2 separate regions of the Mus musculus genome follow, and region 2 is linked to region 1. The links are chromatin contacts, called in public Hi-C maps. All regions are on one chromosome and are shown on one strand. The core of a region is the stretch at or near the end of the contact, and the rest is flanking DNA. Distances in the headings are between cores, read along the strand shown.

Region 1 (7,398 bases), core at 1,389-3,888:
ACGTCCCAAGGCAGGGGAGGAGGCTGGGCTATGGCGATGTTTCTTAGGGGTAACACACATACCGGGGTCCTAAAGATGGGCTGGGACAGCAGGAGAGTACTCACTCTGCCTCTCTACCCCTCCTGGCCCAGATGCTTCTTTTGGGCTGCTTCACCAGACTCTCTGCTATGGAGCTGATTTACCTCTGTTTGCTCAGTGACTCCCAGCAGCTGACTAGACCCCAGGTCATGTAGCAGCCCCCAACTTCCTGTATAGACATCTTGTAGCAGCCTGAAGGAGCGATCAGGCCTCTCAGGCCTAACCCTCTTTTGCTATACTTGGCCCTCACCTACCTACTGTATCCCTGGGGGTCTTGAGCAAGTTGAACGGGCTGCATCTCCTATTCCCTGGGGTTAGGTCATCCTGAGCGTATAGTAGGTCAGAGTAGGTCAGGGCCCTCCTGTCTGTCTCTAGGCCTTAGCCCTGTGATGAGGAGGGCTTTCCCTTCTCACTACGCCCAGACACTTATCCCAGAAGGAGCAGAGGCTTGTCTCTGGGATGGAGAGGGACACTGTCCCTCCCTGTACCTCCCCTCTCCTCCAGCAAACAGTGGCTTCATCACCTTGTGGTCCAGTTCAGGCTAGGGTTCAGAGACCCTGGGGAAGTCCAGTATCTGGGTCAGGCGTGGGACACTGTGGGTCTCTGAGGCAGACTGGGGACACTGTGGGACTCTGTGGCAGGCTGGCTCCCAGCATGTGCTTACTTACTCCTTCTAGCCTGAAGGTCACATGGTGCGGAGGGCTACAGCTCTTAGCTCCGGCTCTGGCTGGCTCCGACATTTCCCATCAGACTATGTACAGCCTCCTGCTGAGGCCCTCCTTGGAAGGGCTTCTCACTTCCAGCGAGTTCATGGCAGGCACCTTCAAGCTGACTAGAGATGGCCTAGCCAAGTTGCCCTGTGTGCCAGCATAGCCCGCAGTTCTGAGAACCCCTCCTCCCACACCCTCTGCCCAGTCCACAGGGGGAGCACAGGGCCCCAGAGAGGTGTTAGAGCCTCAGCCTCCTGGAAGCCTGTACCCATGCCACTGCTAACACCTCTCTCTCTCCCAGCAGGCACTGGGAAAACCCCCTATCAGTTCACAACCCTGGGACAGGCCACTGCAGAGTTTTCCAAGCCCCTGGACCGCAGTGGGCTGTTTAAAAACAATCCGGGTACCTGCCTGCTCCCCATCCCTCCCCTTCCTCTGTCATAGAAGGGCAGGTGGGCCATGCTGTGGGGGGATCTCTGCCACTGCTAGGGAGTCCTGGGTCCTGTTCCAGAGAGAGAGAGAGAGAGAGAGAGAGAGAAAGAGAGAGAGAGAGAGAGAGATATGCATGTCCCCTGTCCCCACCATCCTGGCTCTCTCTCTTTGGACTTCTGTCTGCTGCCAAGGCTGGTCTCCTGGGCCACCCTGTCCCCTTAGCTCTTATGGCTGGTATGGGTTTTTCTTTCTGGAAAGAGAGAGGCCAGGTCTCAACTTCCAGTTTTCATTGTCACCCAGGATCCATAGAATCTTCTCTTTCTCTGGCAGCTTCCACCCTAGGTGCAGGGACAGCTCCAGGGGTTCTTGCTCAGTGCAGTGGGAAGTTCTGCAGGTGGTAGGGCCCACTGCATGCAGCCACAGCCTCGCTGGATCGTGGCTGCCAAATACTGACCCTGAGAACCTCTCTAGCATCTCATTCTCCAAGTCATGGGTGATCTGCCCTGCTGCCGAGCAGGCTTTCCATTGCGTCTCCCAGTCAAGCCCTTTATAGAGTGCCTGGGCTAAGAAGGAGGGTGGGGAGGCAGGCAGACTTACTCTGGCTACCCCCTTCTCATCAAGTACTGAGAGCCACCTGCTGGGACCTTGGGATGGCTGTCTTAGCCTTGAGTGACAGTCACACTGGCCAATGGCTGACCTTCTGTGGGTTCCTGGTCTGCTGCTGGTGAGATGTGAGACAACCAGAGCCAGGCAGAAGGAGTGGAATGATGGATTTGGAGTCTGGCTAGCCTTGGTTTCTAGTTCTGATAGCTCCTTGCTGCGGGCAAACTGCTGAGCTAAAAGAAAGGACCAAACAGGGGCAGACACTCACATGATGCTTGGCACAAGTGGAGCTCAATAAATGACCCTCACAGCAGAGCCAGGAGTCCCTCCTTCTGGGCAGTGTTGGCAGGGGCTGCTGACTGACTGAATGACTGTCCTGGACTCTGGCAAAGGGACAGGTCTATGGTTGTTAAGCCCTCTGGGCCAGTGGGTGGTGATCCTGGCAGCACAGTGCAGACCTAGACAGGGAGACAACGTTCTCCTGCTGTCTGGCCTCATCCATCTGACTGGCTCCTCCTTCTTCTGTCTGTCTTGCTGTCTCCTTCCTTTGCCTCTCAGGATGTCCAGTTGGCAACTGCACTGCCCCAGCTGCTGCACACCTCTGCAGGTGGCTGAACTTGGCCTTGGGCTGGATGATGCTTGGGGGTCACTTTGGGGCAGGCATTGAAGCTGCTCCATCTATGGGGCTTCCTGATTGCCATCCAGGGCTCCTCCTAACTGGAACATTTTGTCTTCCCAGGCTTTCCCTCCCTCCTCCGGAGCCAAGTTCCCAAGGCCCAGCCTCAGACTTGGAAATCTGGCAAGCAGACTCTGCTGGTGAGTACGGCGTACCGGGAGAGTTGCCAAACATAGGCATGTCCAGGGACCTGGCAACTGAGCAGGCTTCCTGAGTCTGTTTGACAAGAGTGACTTTTCTGGGCCATGCTGGGAGCATAGGAGGCAGCAGTGACCCTTACACCAACATGTAGCAAAGATAGAGAAATGGACTTACAGGCAGGGGACCAGTAACTGCACACTGCCTTTGATCTCAGTTTAGAACCTGTAACACACGCATCCTATGTTTGTATTTGCAAGTGATCACTGAGTATCGATGGTGGCTTGGTCACCAAGAGGCATGTGATTGTGATGGGTGTCACTCCTAGGGCTACTTTCTATTTCTGACAGCATTGAGGCCATTAGGGGTGATGGTGTGTGTATGGGGGCCGGGGAGCTAGAAAGCTAGAAAGGTATATTTAGAATTTACTCTCTAATAACTCTAAGCTGGGGCTATTAGAAAGCAGCACTGGAGGGAGGATGTGGCCGAGGGACGGAGACTATCTGCTGGCATCTCAGAACCACAGACCCTTTTCAAGACTCTCTTCATTCTTGTATTTATGGGTACACTGTCACTGTCTTCAGAGACACCAGAAGAGGGCACCAAATCCCATTATAGATGGTTGTGAGCCACCATGTGGTTGCTGGGAATTGAACTCAGGACCACTGGAAGAGCAGTCTGTGCTCTTAACCAGCGAGCCATCTCTCCAGGCCTTCTCTTCATCCTTATAACGTGATGATGAGACGAAGTGCCCCCCCCCCCCTTGTGGACCGACAGTCTTATCCGTGCCTGGGAATAGCATTGATCACAGACTGCCACCCTGGAGGCTTCATTTCCCCTAATGCTTCCCTCTCAACAGCTTGCTAGGTCCTGAGAGGTCATCCAGTGAGCCATGCAGGTAACACCAGGGTTTTGTTGAGATGGGGGTGGGGGATGGGGGTCAGAGCCCTCCCTTCAGCTGCTTTTGCATTTTGAGGTCAGAGCACGAGATTTACTCTGTTCTACAAAGAGCGGCTGGGGCTGGTTTAATTGAAAAAAGTCTTTAATTTGTGGGCGAGAAGAGCTAAGCGATTGCATGTAATGCGGAGCTGGGCCCAAGGGCGTTGAAGCAGCAGGACTGTGGGAAACAGATAATGGGAGAGAGTTATCCCTCTCCCTCCTATGCACCTTCCTGGCTCTCCAGCCTCGGAGGCTCCAGCAGGACAAGGCTGTGCTGTCCTACTGTGACACCTAGTGTTGGGAGGATAGAGGCCAGTGCAGTAGGAGGCCTGAGAGCCAGGCTGCCTTGTGCCTAGGCCCCAGCCAGCACCAGCTTCCTATGTGATATTGTGTGAGTCGATCTTCCATGCCTCAGTTTCCCCATTTCTAACATGAATTCTGCAGTTTGGGTGATCTCATAGTCCTTGTGACTCTCACATGTGGTGACCCTAACTAGGGAGGGATGGAAATGAGCACCCCACTCACGCCCCCTGCCCCTCAGACAGCTCTCAGACAGCAACATTGTTCACTGGCCTGCAATCCATACACTATTGACCCAGCCTTTCTGAAAGACAAGTTCTCGCCTATTCACCTTACCCAAAGCATGGTGGACTTCTTTGGGGGCCCTGGAATGGACCTGAGGGTTAGAGAGACCTGGCTCCAGGCTCTGCTCTATTAGAGCAGCCCTGTAACTTTTTGTCAATGCCCTGTTTTCCTTCTGGGGCCTTAGTTTTGTCTTCTATGAATCAATGGTTTAGCCGGAGTCTGGGCTGAAGACCCTCCTGCCCTGGCCTTGCCTACGCCTGACTTCTACTATGCAAGAGTGTCAGACCAGAGCTTCTGGGAGGCCCGTAGAGGCTCTGTGCCTGACCCACTTAGGGACAAGGCTGATTCCTGAGACCCTCCAGAGGCTGGCAGTGCTTGTACTGGCCAGGGGCAGCTCTTTGCTCTTCCATGCCAGTCTGGGGGGTGGGGTGGGGGACTGAGTTCTCAGTGGGGGTTAGGAGGAAGGGAGAAAGGGGCTGAGTTCCCTGAAATTGCCGTATGACATGATTCAAAGAGGAGGTTAGGAAAGCTCTGGCAAGAGAGGCTGGAGCTCCACAATTGTGGATGGTGGGGAGGGAGCACAGCGGAGGGAGGACCTGGCATAGTGGTGTGCTCATTCTGTACCCTTCTGTCAGCGAGAATCAGCAGAGAGAGCATAATCCAACACATGAAGTACTTGAGACACAAGAATAATACCAGGAAGTGGAGTGGAGCAGGGGGTGATGGGGTTTGGAGTCCAGTCTCTGGGTCTCTCATCTTGTTCCCCCGTTCAACTAGCTGGTGACTTAGGCAAGCTGCCCAGCCTCTCTGTGCCCTGGTTTGCTTACTTACAAAGTGGCTGTGCTCAGAGTCGCCTGTTTAATTGGACGGTTGTAAAACCTAATTGAGTCTGTCGATGGCAAGCCCTTGGCACGGTGCTGTGTAGTTTTGTAGAACACAAAATGCTATAGCACACGGTGGCTGTGGTGACATCAGGATATTGGGTGGGTGGGTGGGGCAGGGGATGATGTCCAAGCTCATATGCTAAGTGGCAGGGACAGACTCTAGTTAGAATTTGGACCCAGAAGTTATGCTATTACCAGCCATCTCCTGGTAGCAAGATAGGTAGATCTTGCAGGCTGCTTCAGAGTCTAGGTTGGGTGGGCAGGTTAGGGACTTCTCAGACCACCCAGCTATCCTAACCATTCCTCTCTCCCCGCAGTCTCACTACCGGCCATTCTATGTCAACAAGGGCAGCGGCATCGGATCCAACGAGGCGCCCTGAGTTCAGGATGGAGGAAGCTGCACTCCCCCATCCTCCTGTTGCTCCTGCTTTGCAAGCTGCTGTTCTTTCTCCCGGGCAGGAGCCCAGCCCCACCCTGCCCTCACACAGTCTCTGGCAGCCCTACGGGGCACTCTTGCTTCCTCTGCTCCTTTCTGTTTGGTGACAGACAGTCACTGTGACTTCTAGGTATAAAGCCAAGAGACCTACCACAGGGGCATGAGCCAGCTGGGCTCCTTTCTCATACACTAAGCCCACACGGTGCTGGTCTGTCCACCTGCCCAGGCTCTGCCACATCAGGCTTGGTGACCATTTCCCTCCACTAGGTACCTAGTTACGGCAGCCTCTTTGCTCCCGTCCCTTGGGCTCATGTTGTATTGTCAGCCTGAGCCTGTCAGGAGGAGATGGGTCCCGTGTGTCCTCTTGCATCCACCTTACTACAGTATGGCTGGTCTTGGCCACGCCTTAGAGGATGCTCTCAGCATCTTGGCTTTTTCCTGGTCCAGCAGAGAGGTTCTGCCATGTCCTCTTTGAGGCTGCAAAACCGGAGAACGGGCTGTCCTAACTGGCAAGAGGATTGTAGCCTAGACATTTCTCTGCCATTGCTTGGAAGAGCAGTTCCCCAGGTGCGCCACAATCCACTCATGAAAATTGGCCTATAGACGTTCACTACTATGGGAATTTGATGCTCTTCACGGTAATGGCCAGCAGGAGGGCTGGTAAGAGTGGTGTCACTTAAGATGTACCATCCGTATCAGGAGAGCCAGCCTCCATCCACGTCACATGTCACTGGGCTTTGAGAGAGCCAAATCAGGAACAGCACTGGATGTTGGGAGCTTGTCTCCCACTCTGGGCTGACGGGGCCTCATGAGCCAGCTTGCAGGGGTGGGGAGGGGCACTTTTGGCTTACGCTTCCCCCTCCCTGAATAAACCATTTGTCTCTTTACGACGACTCTAGTCCTGAGTGGATTGTCCCTCAGGGTCACAGGGGCCTGTATTACAGCCCCCCCCATTACTTCTTTTATTTTGTTTGTTTTTTTGAGGCAGGTGTTTCTCTGTGTAGCCCTGGCTGTCCCAGAATTCATTCTGTAGATCAGGCTGGTCTCAAACTCACAGAGATCTTCCTGCCTCTGCCTCCTGAGTGCTGGGATTAAAGGCGTGCACCATCCCCATTGATATTCTCAATGTATCAGTGTATCTTGAAAACATAGAGACCTAGCCTGGGTCTCTGCAGAAGGATGCCTGGAACTTTCTGAGGCCCCCCCTTTCCTTAGCACTGAACATAACAGACAGAGGCCTAGGGAGCTCTTGACTACCCTGAGAGACCTAGAACAGTGGTTCTCAGCCTTCCTAACCCTGTCACCCTTTAGTACAGTCTCTCATGTTGTGAGACCCCAACCACAAAATTATTTTCCTTACTACTTCATAACTGTAATTTTCTACTGTTAAGAATCATAATAATATTTGTGTCTTCCAACGGTCTTAGGTGACCCCTATGAAAGTGTCCTTTGACCTCCAAGGGGTCATGACTCCCAGGCTGAGAAACGCTGCCTCAGGGTCTTCCATAGGTGCTTTGAGCTTGTGATTTGAGCCTAGTGGTAGAGGTGTACCAGAGGCATGGCCCAAGGACATTCTCCATGTAAATGCCCTGGGTGGTGGAGACCACAATAGAGGCTGCCTCCCAAGGAGCAACACGATTCTAGGCTTGGGGTACAGAGGAAGAGGGTGACACCATCCAAATCCCTAGGATCCCAGAGGAGCCTATGGGACAGTCAGGGAGGACTTCCTGGAAGAGGTAATCAAAGCAGACAGAAGCATGGTATGATAGAGAGAGTACAAACTTGACAAGCTCTCACATCTTTGGTCTCATGGTCCTTTCTCTCCCTCCTACCCCAGGCTGTCAAAATGCTGACGGGGAGGGGGGCATCCTCCACACCACACACTGCACACTGTGAAAAGAATCTAAATCAGCTTCA
Region 2 (7,398 bases), core at 3,490-5,989, 200 kb after region 1:
TTTTGACCAGCATGCGTCTTCCACTGATATCTTAGGAATGAGGAAGAGAATAGAAACAGATCCAGGCAGGAATTATGTCAAATCTGAACTTTCGCTGTACTTACAGGCAACAAGAACAAGGATGAGGCAAGATGTTCTATTAGCAGGAGCAGAACAAAGAGTAAGTGACATGGGCAGGGGGATTTTTACCAGAGAAAATTCATGGCTCAGACTGTTGGGCGGGTACATATTTCAACCAAAATATGATAGCCAGAAGATTGTCGATTACCTGGGACACCTAAGGTACTGCTGGGCTCCAGGTGTGTGGATATGGAATGCGTAGAGAGCAGACGAGTAAATGCACCAGCCCACAGTCGAGCTGTCACACCAGACTCAATAAGGACAGTAGGCATCCATGCTCCAGTTACATTCAGGATGGAAGGGATCAGGCCAGCATGAGCAGCATCTTTCATGGAGGATGTGAAAGAAATTTCCTATCAGCAGGTGAAGAAGGGCAGAAGCAGGTGGTCCAGATAGAGGCTGGAAGCAATCTGCCCAAGTCAGCACACTATGTTGTCTCTGGGGGCCATCACCACTGAGTTGTCTCCATTGGGTTAATAATCACAAAACACTGAGGAAGGGTGAGTGAGGAAGGTTTGGGGAAGAAAGGGAATCTCTATTGACTCCACATCGCCAGAATCCAGAGGCTAGAGCTACAGACTTCATGATGTTGTTGATGTCTCCACTTCTTGGCATCTCTCCACTCTTGTCATTTAACATGCGGCTTACTGTCCATGGTCCTAGACAGCTGCTTATCCTCTGGCCCGACAGAAGGGGAAGGAGAGTGGAAGTAGCAGTGGTCACCATAGAAGAGCAAAGCTATTCCAGGGCCCCCGGCCTGCAGTCTATTGGCCAGGTACTGGCTCCATGGTGATTTTTCCCACAAGGAAGCTGGACCTACAGGGACAGTCTCCCAAAGATGGCCTGGAGAAGCACTCAGCCAAGCCAAGGAAGATGAACACAGGCACCCATCACAGACCAAAGGAATGATTCCATTCTAGTATGTTTTTTGTTAAAGTTTTTGTTGTTGTTGTTTGTTTATTTCTGTGTTTGTTTGTTTGTTTGCTTGATTGCTTGTTTGTTGGGTTACTTACAGAAGAATGGGTGTCTCAAAAGTCAGTTGCATCATGGGAAAGCCAACCCCAGCACCAGCAACAACTCAACAAAGTTGCTCCAAAGTCCCCTGCCTACTCTATAAGCATCTCAGCTTATCAGAAAGTCTCCTCTCCCTAGCAATTGCTACTGTTTATATAATCAGGGGTTGGGAGGGGGGGGGCGGTACCAGTCTTATAAGTTTCAGGAGTTTCCTGAGACTTTTGAGTTTTATTTTCTTCCTGAGCCTTGTAAGTCTTATGTTACTTCTGAGTATTAGGTAGCTTCCTTAAGATGGAATGTTTCCATTCAGAAGAAAAAGCTTCATAAGTTCCACAGGTCCTGGAGGCCTGCAAGGTCAAGGTGCTGGTGAGATGAAGAGGAAGCAATTAGGAAGGCAGGAGATACCAGTAAGAAAAGAGGATGTCCAGGAGCCAGTGGGATCTTCAACTTTTGTGAAGGAATGATATCGTCAGTAGTGCCATGTGCTATAGCTAGGCCAAGTAAGATGGCCTGAAGTCACTACTGACTGAATGCAACAGAGAACAGTGGTGTCCCAGACCACAGAGCGAGAACCATAGACCCTAAATGACCTGGAAAAGAATAAGAGGAAAAGAACAGGAGACAACTCTTCCAAAGAGACTTGCTATAAATAGCTAGAGGGGGTAAATGGGCCTGGAAGGTCCTAGTCCCTCCTTTAAAGACAGGAACAAAAACAGCAGGCTTAGATGCTGATAGGGATGAGTAAATAAGAGATGATAGAGGCATGACAGGGAGAGTACCATCAATGTCCCTGAGTTGGGGGGTGGGGTGCTGGAATTGGTGGGGTCTGAAAATGCTTCCGCCCTTGGCTGGAAGCAGATACAGTTTGTCCACAGAACTGGAAGATGGAAGAGTTAGAAAAAGACACAGGCAGGAGGGCAGCTGTGGGAGTTTGTGGAAGTTGTCTTTGTCCCCATTTGTTCAGTGACTAGAAAGCAAGGTTATCAGGAAATACAAGGACATAGAAGGGAGGACTTGAAGGCTGCAGAAGAGAGGGGGAAGGTGTGATCCCTCATCTAAGAGAGGGGAGGGTGACTGGACCACAGAAATGATGGATGATACAGCAGCTAGCAACACCCACCCAAGTTCAGGGATCATAAACTCAAAGCAAGCTGACCAGAGAATGTTTTCACATACTTTGAGGATGTTTCCACAGCTGTGTGATGCTGGCTGAGGTGTGCCATCTCAGAGAGGCAAGGGTGGATTTAGCTGCTGCCAGATTGGTTGGGGTGACAGAGGCACAGGAGTGGCAGATGTGTATTTGCTGAGGACATGGCAATGGCTGATCAAGGAACAGCACCTGAGTTAGGTGGAGGGCTGGCAAGAGGAAGAGCAGAGGTAGGGAAGGGTGACTCCAGTATACCCAGGAGGTGATACATGAGGTGCAAACTAAAACCCCTAGATGTGGGGCTCTTGAGATGGATTTGGGGTCTTGAGATATTGCCTGGGGTCTAGAGGTAGAATGTAGTGTCTTAAGGCAGGGCATGAGATAAGATATGGGGTCTTGATAAAGTCTGGGGGTCTTAAGATTAAGGATCTTAAGGTAAGGGGTCTGGCTAGGATGTCTAGTTTTGAGGTAAGGTGTAGGGCCTTGAGATGGAATGGGATCTTGAAAAGGGGTGTGGAGTTTTGAGACAGAGTGTGGGACCTTGAGACAGGGTATTAGGCCTTGAGATGAGGCATGGCGTCTGAGACAGGAGGACGTCAGGTTCTGAAATGTGGTCTTGGGATGAGGTGTGGAACTTTTAGATGAGGTGTGGGGTCTTGAGACAAAGTGGATGTTTTTGAGGTAAGGGATGAGGCAAGGTGTGGGCTCTTGAGACAGTGTGGGGATCTTAAGATGGGGATCTTAAGTGTGGGGATGTATGTTAGTGAGACAGAATGCTGCATATTAAGACAGGGTATGGGGTCTTGACATAACGCGTGGAAGCTTGAGACACAGTGGGAAGTCTTGAGGCAGGGTATAGAGTATTGAGATAGGATGTGGAATTTTGAAATGGAACATAGGGTCTTGAGATGAGGGAATGTGTTAAGGCCAAGGTGTGAGGTCTTGTGATGGGGTATGGAGTCTTGAGATAGGGTTGTAGAATGATAGAAATTGCTGGCAATGACAAGGTCTGAGGCAAGCCCTTTCAGTAGTGGCCAGAGGAAGACAGAAGACCAGACCAGCTCAGGTAAGGAACTTTAGGTGCCAGGGGGTTCGAAGACGTTTTGCTAATAATGCAGGAAAGAATTGGGAAGAGTCCCCATGATCCAGAGGCCAGAATGTTTAAGGGAAGAGGAGAGAGGCCTGCGGTGGGTAGATCGTTGCAGCCAGGAGCTTCTGACTAGAGATTCTACTTGGGTTGTTTTTCAAGAGGAGGGATGGCTATTGGCAAGAAGATGAGCAGCAGGAGCCAGAAGGACTCCTACTCCGCCTCCAGGAACAGGGACCGTGGAGAGAACATAGCCCCCAAGTGAAAGGGCTGCGGAGGAGCAGGACACAAGGATTCCAATGAGAGCTGGAGGATGCGGGCTGGGGGAGTGGGGTGACACAGAGGCTACTGAGCTGAGGCTCAACCCTGAGACTGACTCCATCCAGCCCTGTGTGCCAGCATCTGCTCTGAGCACCGTTTTGACCCAGGTAGAAGGGGGCTCAGAGATAATCATTTCAGAGGCGCTGAGGTGTTCACACAGCAGCAGATCTGACCTTGTTAATATCACAGTAACACAGCCCACGGGAAGGGCCTTGCATGGGCTGAGCCACCAAGGCAGCTTATCTTGCAATACATTGCTCCTTACAAGGGACACATGGATGCCAAGTGCCCACAGGATGGAAATTAAAGAGGGAAAGACTTGGGGTGGATAGCAGAGATACTAAAAAAAAAATAAAATCAGTATCGAGGTTTATTTTTAGGTCTACTGAAGTAGAAAATAAGTGCTCGGACTGTGAAAGAGGGATCACAAGGCCAGCCCTTGGCCCCAGGAGCAGCTTGGGTCCTGTACTGCAGAAACCTACCATTCATAACTTTTGATTTACTGTGGCACAGACAAGAGGCGCTCACATGATACATCGCTTGTATATTCTATCGACCTGCAAGACTTCGTTTTCTAAACTTCCCATCCATCAGCTGCATCTGTCCCTGCTCCCCACTGACCGTCAAGATGAAATAGGGGGTGGGCCACCCCACCTTGCAAATGTGGCCCGTTGTATGAGGCTGGAGGATTACAAAGATGGGTTTGATGCGTGCTCATTTCTACAACAGGCGAACCTTACTGTGATGTCGAAAGGTGAGGCACAGAAGAGAGGACCCTAGAAAGGGGTATCAGAGCCCCAAACACACCAGACCCAGGAAGAGAGAGGTGACATTCTAGGGAAGAGACATATACGTGGCACTTGTCATTCCCTGTGGAGGCCATCCTGGAGCTTGCTACTATAAACACTCTTGGAGCTGAACAACGGCACGAACACTGCCCACATTCGCCATCCGCTTCTACCCCACAACAGAAGGGCCCGGATGGTACCGCTGCTGCCGGCCTGTGGGCCTGGGGAAAAGAGAACCTGTTTCCCACTGGCTCCCACAAGAGGTTACTGTGCCCCCACCGGAAGACATGTTGTTCTGTGCATATAAGGAAACTCGGGTACCCACGTACCACCTTAACTCTCCTTCTCCTGCCAATATTCTCAGAATGGCAAAAGCAAGCATCTGTGATGTTACATCCACCCCCAGCCCCACCCCTCCATTTACAGAAAAGAGTCTTCTCAGTTTTTGCAAAACAGATCTCTGCACCTGGGGGTGGGGCGGAGACAAAGGCGGAACTCTTTATTGCCTGTGCTTTGAGGCTGGGACACAGAGAGCAGAAGGCAGGACTGAGGACTGCCAGGACCTGGGGGCAAAAAGAAGGCCTATAGTTTCCTGTAGAGGGAACCCTGCTTTTGTGGGATATAGTAAGCCTGTGAACAGCCCCAGAGGCTCAGCAGAACTCAGAGCATCCTTTAGCCCAGTGGAGGGGAAATGGCAGACCAGGAATTGAATAAGCTAGCGATGTATCAGGAGCCTGTAGCTAGTTCCATTCTGGGGACTTTGGCCAACCTCCACATCTCTGTGTGCCTCGGTTCTCCTAAGAGAAGAGTGCTGACTTTCCTCTTAGGTCTTGAAAGGCATCCAAAGAGTGTCAGATGTAACAACCTTACAAATAAAGGAATTATTGATGTAACTGATGGTTTAAATTGAGCCCTGGGACCTCTGCTGTTTAGAGGGTGGATCAATAGCAATAACAACAATAAGTAGTGTATAACTCAGGAGGGAGTTTATAAAGGACCCAATGGCTAGCACTAGATAGCTCAGGAACAGAAAGGGACTTCCTGTCTTCCCATGCCATCCCAGATACCAAGCTCCCTGGCCAGACAGCCTAGAGGCCCTGGCTGTTACAGATGGGGAGGGGACCTGGCTGTGCAGGAGGATTGGTCTGGAAATGAAGGAACAGGGTAAGCCAAGAAGTCCCTAGGGATTGCACACAGTGCTGTGCCCCTGAGGAGACTTCTAGACACTCTGACAGCCAGTTAGAAGGTTAAAGAAGAATTCAGCCATGGAGGGGTGGACCAGCTGTGCCAGACATGATTCTGTAGCTTCAGACAAAGTGCAGATGTGTGGGACCGCGTAAGGTCTGAAACGTGAAATCCTTGTCTGAAGTATTGGCTCTGGCCTATCCCTACTAGTAGTGTGGGATAACCTCCCAGGGCTTGGGCGGCTTCTAGGTAGATGGAGAGACAAGCCTAGCTCTCCACTTAGTGCCTGTGGGAACACCAGCTACAAGAGGGCCCAGAAGCTGCCTGTAGTTTTCCAAGGTGTTTTCAAAAGATTTTTATGTATTACATTTTATGTGTACAAGGTCTTTGAGTGCATGTACCATGCGTGTGCCTGCAGCAGAGAGCGCCAGATCTCCTGGAACTGGAGTTGCCGTCAGTTGTGAGCCACTACATGGGTGAAGAGAACCAACCCCATGCGCTCTGCAAAAGCAGCAGAGCCTTCTCCTCAAATACATAAACCTTCACTTTTAAATTATGTATATGTGTATGTGTCGCTGTGTGAGCCTGTGCACACGTGAGTACGGTGGCCTCACAGTACAGAAGAATCCCTTGGGTCCCCTGGTGCTGGCCGGAGTTACAGGTGGTTGTGAGCACCTGTCCTGGGGACTCTGCCAGAGCAGAAAGAGCTCTTAACCTTGAAGCCATCTCTATATCCTTGTGTTCTGCCTTTTTATCAGATAGTTCCCCACATGGGTGGATGGGAAGTGTCCCGAGATAGTTTTTGCATTCTTCAGTGATCGCAGAACCAGATTCACTTCACTAATCTTTACTAAGGTGGGACTGAGTCTCAAGACCAGACCCTCAGAGAGACCAAACTGATCTCTTACCCCCTATCCACCCTGCCCTCAGCATGGGCATCTGTTGGGTTTTTCCTACTTTGAGGTAGCTTGCCTCTGATTTTCCTGCTGTTATAAGTCCTGCTGGTTGGCAGTAGGCTCGTCACAGACACAGCCCTACTAGGTACTTGCTACCGAAAGCTGATCTGGCTGTACAGATCAGAGAGAGGGGTTACCGAGACAGTTTGGCAAAAGAAACAGAAAGAGATTTCTGTTGGGATGAGAAAAGGCCTTTGAAAAGGCACGAAACGGTCTAGAGAGATGGCTCAGCAGTGAAGAGTGCTGGCTGCTCTGACAGAAGATCCGAGCTCAGATCCAGCACCCACACCAGGCTGCTCACAGAAGCCTATAACCATGGCTCCAGGGGCCTGACTCTCTCCTCTGGTCTCCTCAGGCACCCTCATATACTCATAACATATATTCATATAGACACACATACTTAGAGATTTAAAAAATAAGACAAATCATTTTTTTAAGAGGAAAAAAAGGACACAAAACTCCTGGAAAGCAAGCCTAGTAGGGTTAGGCCACATTCTGGGTGCTTACGAAAATTGTTTGTGGAAGGAGCATCCTGGCCAGGATGCTGGTCACGTGCTATCAAACCCCTGACCCCAAGCCTGGCCACCCTCCATTGTTGAGAAGAATCATCAACACTCAGGACCTTATTGATAAACTCTCCCTCTAGCCCAGGCATGACAGTGTTCAGTCAAGGGGAATACTGCTTGAATGAAGACCAGGGCCGGGAGCTGAAGTCAACGCGTACCTGGTCATATAGAATCTGTGCTGCCAAATGGAATGTCCTCGTGCGTGGTAACTGAT

Evidence for each region. Hi-C and Micro-C count contacts between places; a contact is called where the count stands out from the background.
Region 2: a contact with region 1 is called in a Hi-C map of cerebral cortex, with 2.3 times the contacts expected there. The contact joins two enhancer-like sites. A contact is called at or near these places in 14 of 484 Hi-C or Micro-C datasets (the N1E-115 cell line, adipose-derived mesenchymal stem cells, cerebral cortex and 7 more) and 1 of 115 datasets of contacts at active chromatin or transcription factors (astrocytes).

What each region holds. Positions count from the first base shown.
Region 1 is chr9:43,329,748-43,337,145 of GRCm38.p6, forward strand. It overlaps Trim29 (tripartite motif-containing 29), which reads left to right. Exons shown (of 9, transcript NM_023655.2): 8 at 2,563-2,639; 9 at 5,363-6,378. The coding sequence ends at 5,425. Among named protein-coding and RNA genes, the nearest start is that of Trim29, 23 kb to the left of the region's middle. Within about 2 kb of position 2,639, at least 37 of the 459 cell types and tissues checked have an H3K27ac peak or open chromatin away from gene starts, as enhancers often do. A contact at or near this core is called in cerebral cortex, where this site is marked.
Region 2 is chr9:43,532,557-43,539,954 of GRCm38.p6, forward strand. No RefSeq gene overlaps it. Among named protein-coding and RNA genes, the nearest start is that of Gm36855, 15 kb to the left of the region's middle. Within about 2 kb of position 4,740, at least 6 of the 459 cell types and tissues checked have an H3K27ac peak or open chromatin away from gene starts, as enhancers often do. A contact at or near this core is called in cerebral cortex, where this site is marked.